Linked DNA regions of Zea mays: region 2 is linked to region 1. Evidence: chromatin contacts called from public Hi-C data. All regions are on one chromosome and are shown on one strand. The core of a region is the stretch at or near the end of the contact, and the rest is flanking DNA. Distances in the headings are between cores, read along the strand shown. Region 1 holds the start of LOC100283214 (eukaryotic translation initiation factor 4E-1). Region 2 holds the start of LOC103650693 (BTB/POZ domain-containing protein FBL11).

Region 1 (3,497 bases), core at 654-3,153:
TCCAACCTTCTAGTGGACCCGGGGAATATCTGTCCCCCACAGCCACCTCTACATGTCGTGACCTTTGGCACCCTTGATAACTACCGAACTGAGTTCCTACGCTTTGAGGTGGCTCGGTTCGAGTGCGGCTACAACACCATCAACGGGAGGCCGGGGCTGGCCAAGTTCATGGCCATCCCCCACTACCCTTATATGGTGCTCAAGATGCCCGAGCCCTAGGGTGTCATCACCATCCATGCTGACTTCCAAGGAGCAGCAGAGTGCTACCCGGGGGCCATCCAAATGACACTCACCATCGGCCCCTTGGCGGCACCACGAACACCGACGACGAACGCTGACACATCACCGGGGGATGACCTCATGATCCTGGCGAAAGAAGAAACCTTGGCCACTTCCATACGGTTAGTTGAAGAAACCAAGAAGGCCGACCTTGGCCTCCTTGACGCACGCAAGACGACGACCATTAGCTCCAGCCTCACCGGCAAATAGGAAGACATGCTCATCCGGTTCCTGCAGGACAACCGAGACGTGTCTGCATGGCATCTCACAGACATGCCCGGAGTTCCCAAGGAACTGACTGAGCACAAACTGAAGGTGTACCTGCAAGCAAAACATATCCGACAGAAGCTGCCGCTTTACACCTGATAAGAGAAAAGCCATACGAGCCGAGTTAGCTCGCCTAGTAGCTGCTAGCTTCAATAGAGAAGTGACGGATCTTGAGTGGCTTGTGAATTTTGTTCTTGTACTCAAAAGGAATAAAGTTTATTGGCGCATGTGCGTCGACTATACTGATCTCAACAAACACTATCCGAAGGATCCCTTCGGGCTCCCTAGAATAGACCAAGTAGTCAACTCTACCGCGGGGTGTTCCATGCTCTCCTTCCTGGACTGTTACTCGGGATACCACCAGATGGGTCTAGTGGAGGAGAATCAAGAGGAGGATTCAGGAGAAGACGTCGTTCATCACACCCTTCAGGGTGTTTTGTTACACCTCCATGTCGTTCGGCTTAGAGAATGCTAGGGCGACCTACCAGCGGGCCATCCAAACATACTTAGCCGACCACTGGGGCAAACGTGTGGAAGCCTATGTCGATGATGTTGTAATCAAGACAAAGGATCCAGAAAACTTCATTGACGACATCCAACAAGTTTTTCAATAGCCTGAGGCGCTACCGTTGAAAGCTTAACCCCAACAAGTGTGTGTTCGATACTTGGTTTCATCATCAGCTATCGGGGGATTGAAGCCAACCCTAAGAAGATTGAATCCATACTGCGGATGGAGCCATCACGATCGCAAAAGGTCCAGAAGCTTACTGGATGCATGGCAGCGCTGAGTCATTTTATTTCATGGCTCGACGAAAGAGGCATGCTATTGTACAAGCTGCTCAAAAGGTGGACAGGTTCTAGTGGACTCCTGATACCCAAGGAGCATTCGAGGATCTCAAAAAGTTCCTAACAACCCACCCGTCCTCAAGCCGCTTAACCGGACCACCAGCGACCAGCCGGTCCAGAATCTGCTACTGTATATCTCATACAAGACTCACGTGGTAAGCACCATGTTGGTAGTTGAGCGGAAGGAGGAAGGACACGCACCTCCGGTTCAACATCCAATATCTTTCATCAGTGAAGTCATCGGGCCCTCAAGATCAGATACCCACAGGTCTAGAAGTTGTTGTACGTGGTGCTCCTCAGTACTCGAAAACTGCGCCACTATTTCGACGACCACAAAATCGTAGTAGTCACAGAAGTTGGAAGAACAACAACTGTGTATAATACAAGTGATCAATGGAACCATGTTTAGCTTAAAAAAAGACCGCAGACCCGCAGACTGTCAGCCGTTAAAAAAAAGAAAAAGGAAAAAATAAAAACCAGACAGCCAGCCCCGAGCCCCAAACGGCCAAACCTCCTTGGACACGACTCGCCGCACCCATCCCCATCCGCCGCCGCTGCCATGGCCGACGAGATTGACACGAGGCCGGCCTCCGCGGGCTCCCGCGGCCGTCCTGCGCACGCTACCGAGGACGACGACCGGGAGGAGGGCGAGATCGCCGCCGACGCCCCCTCGCCCGCCCTCCCCGCCGCGCACCCGCTCGAGCACTCGTGGACCTTCTGGTTCGACAACCCGCACGGCAAGAACAAGATGGCCGCCTGGGGGAGCTCCATCCGACCCATCCACACCTTCTCCACCGTAGAGGACTTCTGGGGGTGCGTCCGACTATCTCTCTCTGACACATGCACACCTCTTAACCTCCTTTCCCTCCTCTCACACTCTCACAACTACTGGTACAAGTCCAGATTCACAATATACGAGCCAAATCTGCCATGGTTTACGGATCTTGGATCTCTAGATTAATTAACGCATTAGTTTCTGACTATGCCTAATCCATAGCACTCTCATTCAGCTTCTAACACTTGTTTATACAGCGGGAAAGATCAATTCTGAGAGCATAGTTACTGTCTTAGCTTCATTTGCAAGGCGCCTATCCGAAGCAGATATTCATTTTCACATGTTTTTTGCTCACCTAGTTATTCTAGCCATTTAGAGATTTATCCCCGAAACCACGCAAACCTGTTGTTCTGATGTTGCGAGCTGTCTCTGCACTTTTTACATGTTTTTGCCCCTGCTATATCATAGATATTAGCCTTCTCATTTGCCTTTTTAGAAGCAGCTGTCGATCAATCTTACACCTCTTTCGGTTTGATTCATGCACATACTGTATGAAATCTTTATTGGGTAAGCATGGTATGTTTCCATTCTCAAACATCTCCAGACCTACCTGCTAGTCCTTGTTCATACTCAAACACACGCCTTGACAAGTCTACAGTCAGTGGTGGATCCAGGAATGGATCAAAAGAGGGGCTATAAGGCACACTTGACGGAGACGCCAGCGTATGCGGCGGACGTCTTAGGGGCAGCCAGCGGTGTGCTGCAGGCTTGGCGTGCTGCAGCAGCCTGCCTGCAGCTTGTGCCTTGCATTGGTCGCTGAGCACCTGTGCGCTGCTAGCTGCTGTAGCTGCTTTAGGTGTGTCGGCCATCCACACTGCTAGCTGCTGTGGATGCCCGCGCTGCCGCGCTGGTACTAGCGGCGTGGACGGAGGCCGGACGCAGGTGCTGAATGGCGCGGCCAGGAAGGAGGTTGTGACCTATTTTAGTTGGACTTTGTGGGCTAAAATGATGGTATAGTATAGGTGCTATTGGGCTGCGACTGGGGCTTCAACCCTAGCCCTAGATTCGCCCCTGTCTACAGCTACAGTTGGTATTAAGTCAAAGTGACACCCGCCTCATGGATCTAGTTTATATGAGAAAATTCAATCTCTGTCATGACGCAAAATCTGTAATGTATATTTTTTTATATTCAGAACCCGAGATTCGATTTGATCTGATGAACTGAGCTTCATAGGTTATTGGCTCTCTTGCTTGACTTCCTGTCGAGTTTCTTAACGGTTGTGGTGCGTGATCGAAAGTTGGAAGGTCTGATATTTAATAACCCTTCCTC
Region 2 (3,497 bases), core at 446-2,945, 300 kb before region 1:
TGCATTATATATATAAGCTACCTCCAGCTTTGGCTGCGATCAAGACACCAATTAAGCCAGAGCAGTCTACAATGGCTCACAGTCACAGAAGCAGTATGAGCTTCTGCTTGGTGTGCATCGTCGTCATGGCGGCGGCGGCGGCGTTGTTGCAACCCGCATCTTCTCAGCAGGCGGTGCCGGACATCCCGAACCTGAAGGTGGGCTCCAACGATCGCAGCACGACTCTCAAGTGCACCAACATCAAGAGCAACAAGACCACCTGCAGCGCCACCTGCAACGCACGCTGCCCTCACAAGTGCCTCATCCAGTGCCCAAGCTGCAAGACATTCTGCTGTACGTACGGATCGGAGTATTTCATTTCGTCCATCTTAACAATTAATTTGGTTCCTTTCCATCTTAATAATTTGATATATATGCACATGCAGTGTGCGACTTCTATCCCGGCGTGTCCTGCGGCGACCCACGCTTCACGGGCGCCGACGGCAACAACTTCTACTTCCACGGCAAGAAGGACCGGGACTTCTGCATCGTCTCCGACGCCGCCCTCCACATCAACGCGCACTTCATCGGCAAGCGCAACCCGGCCATGAGCCGCGACTTCACCTGGATCCAGGCGCTGGGCATCCGCTTCGCGCACCACCACCTCTACGTCGCCGCCCAGAGGACGCCCAGGTGGGACGCCGCCGCCGACCACCTGGCGCTGGCCCTCGACGACGAGGACGTCGACGTCGCGTCCCTGCTGCCGCGCTTCGTCGGCGCGCGCTGGTCCCCGCCCACGGCGCCGGCGCTGTCCGTCACCCGCACCGCGCGCGTCAACACCGTCGTCGTCGAGCTCAGGGGCGCCTTCCGCATCGTCGCCAGCGTAGTGCCCATCACCGCCGAGGACTCGCGGATCCACAACTACGGCGTCAGGGAGGACGACGGCGACACCCTCGCGCACCTCGACCTCGGCTTCAAGTTCTACGACCTCACCGACGACGTGCACGGCGTGCTGGGCCAGACCTACCGCCCGGACTACGTCAACAGCCTCAACGTCACATCCAACATGCCCGTCATGGGAGGCGCGCCGGACTACCTCTCCTCCGACCTCTTCTCCACCGACTGCGCCGTCGCACGCTTTGGCGGACGCCGACACCAGCAAGGCACCGCCGCTAATATTGCCATGCTCACCGACGACGACGACATGGAATGAATAACAAAGGACACGTCGTACGCGCGATCGACGACTTCACCGTACCATTCCATTACCATCTCGGAGGATATCGATCCATCCATCGTTGTGTGTCTTCTACACTAGCTAGTGAATGAAGAAGCAGCAATAAACCCATTGAAATTATATATTATATATTCAACAAATAAGGCTTATAAATACATATGCATGCATGTATACTCCTAATTAATTAATTAAATACTCCTGATTTTATTTTACAATGCATGGATGTTTAAGTAATCGATCGAGCTTCACTTGATAGTTCGTGGAATTAAGAAACTGAGCACAAGATAAAATGTAATCGAGTGCTTAACAATTTTGGGACTCTCATCATCACAACTCACAAGCAAAACAAAAATGGAAACAAACAATTTTAGTTTCTTGGTGGGCCTTGGCAGTGTGGAGTTGGGCCTGTGGCTCGTCTAACTCGATCCGGAGGCCCATCTCACGAAGTCACAACAAGAGAAAACAGTTTTTTTTAGCTTCCGGAAACAGTCCATCTCTCGTCCTTGACAGAGTAACCAAACCAAGCACCACGCGCGGCCATGGCCTTCCCCGCCGACGCGCTGGTTCTAGAGATCACCGACACATCATCCTCCGCCACCGCCGCCGCCGCCCGTGCTCCATCCTCACCTTCTCCCCCGCCGCTGTCCATCTCCGACCTCGCGCGCTTCGACCCGCTCCCATCCCCAACCGTTGCCGTTCGCGTCGACCGGCACAGGCAAGCGACCACTCTCCCATCTCAACCTACCCCCTAGCTGATTCCTGCGCTCTGGTAATCGAATCCTACCTCGTGGGCAGGCTAATCGAGAGCTCCTCCTACTTCCGCGCGCTCCTCGGCGGCAGCTTCAGGTCAGCGAAAACCTAAGCCTCGAGTTACTACTACAAGTTAGTGGCGACTGGGCAGGTATCTCATCGGCGCTGTGTGTGGATGCAGTGAATCCGGCAGAGAGCATGTGCGTGTGGGCTGCAATTTGGAGGCTGCTGTGCAAGTGCTGCGCTACCTTTTTGAGCCTTCCGAGAGCTTTAACATCACGCACAACAATTTCCTCCCCCTGTTGGAGGTACCCACAGTCCTGAAAGTCTAAAGTTGTGCTTCTCTTGGTTGATAACACAAGACAACACCCTTCTAGATTATCTTTTTTTATTATGTTTCATAAATTCTATGCCATGGGAATAGGAATTCCATTAGTACTGTGTACCATCGTTAGCAGTTACTAGTAAACCTGTGCCTGATAGAAAGCTGCTGGAGGAAGATGGTCATTTATGCCATAGCCATACTCATTGCTAAATTTGAGGCTAGTGCTACTGCCTTCGGTTCATGTCAGGTGCTACCCTAAGTCTCCAACTTCACTTATCATCCAGGGAGCTTTGTTTCTTGCTGTTGAGAGCCTTCTAGTGGAGTGTCAAAGATGGTTCGGCACCATAGCCTCTCAAACTTCTGCCATGTCAGTTCCATTAGATTTCATAATTGAAGTCTGGTACTTTGCTGAAGAGCATGGTGAGTTCTTTTGCTATAGTGTTCTGACATTTCCAGGTAATATTTTCCATTTTGAACAAAATCTAATCAATTCTTTAAGGTTTTTTTTCTGGCTTTGGATATGTTTGCAGGTGTTACTTTTGTTCAAGACATTTGCCAAAAATTTCTAGCTCAGAATTTTGTAGGTACAATTACTGCATTATGTGCATATTCTTTGAGAAATATATTTCCTGGCGATGTTTGGTTCCTTTCTGATATGCTCATGTATTATGCAACATGCTTTCTGTACCACTGCCGTTCTGTGGACCATGCAGGCACATGCTATCTCAGGAAGGTCATTTAATAAAATACCTTATGATTTGCTATGTTCAGCGATCAAATGTCCACATCTGACAGTGGATAGGTTTGTTGTATCTTCTCTCAGTGTTATTCTATAATATGATTCCCTTCTCTGAAGCTAAAATAATTTGCTGCCTTTTGTCCAGTGAAAAACAATTGTGTGAAGCAATTTTGTATTGGGTTTCAGAAAATATGAAAGCCTGTGAACAATCAAACCCCAACTCAGTAGATGGCCACCTCTTCATTCTTAGCAAGGTACGGCATTCCTCAAAATGTGTGGGTAGTATTTAGTGTCAAGTCTATTTTGCCATCTTTACTATCTGTTGTACTATATTAGTTCATCAAGCCTCTGGATGTCTTGACTTATGCATATCTTTTCATTTGAACTGTTTCAGCAGGTGAAGATATGCCTTTTACCATTAGGATTTGCGGCAGGTACAGCTCCTTGATCTATAAATTTAAAGTTAT

What was found. Hi-C and Micro-C count contacts between places; a contact is called where the count stands out from the background.
Region 2: a Hi-C map of endosperm shows a contact between it and region 1, with 2.0 times the contacts expected there. The contact joins the promoter of LOC103650693 here to the promoter of LOC100283214 in region 1. A contact is called at or near these places in 5 of 25 Hi-C or Micro-C datasets (bundle sheath, ear, endosperm and 2 more).

The regions. Positions count from the first base shown.
Region 1 is chr3:147,109,657-147,113,153 of Zm-B73-REFERENCE-NAM-5.0, reverse strand. It overlaps LOC100283214 (eukaryotic translation initiation factor 4E-1), which reads left to right and starts at 1,903. Exons shown (of 5, transcript NM_001366957.1): 1 at 1,903-2,205. The coding sequence starts at 1,952.
Region 2 is chr3:147,410,503-147,413,999 of Zm-B73-REFERENCE-NAM-5.0, reverse strand. It overlaps LOC103650693 (BTB/POZ domain-containing protein FBL11), which reads left to right and starts at 1,695. Exons shown (of 19, transcript XR_564324.4): 1 at 1,695-1,931; 2 at 2,012-2,062; 3 at 2,148-2,274; 4 at 2,576-2,711; 5 at 2,822-2,871; 6 at 3,005-3,093; 7 at 3,176-3,284; 8 at 3,425-3,464. It overlaps LOC541623 (root cap protein 1), which reads left to right and starts at 34. Exons shown (of 2, transcript NM_001111378.2): 1 at 34-333; 2 at 426-1,340. The coding sequence starts at 72. The coding sequence ends at 1,192.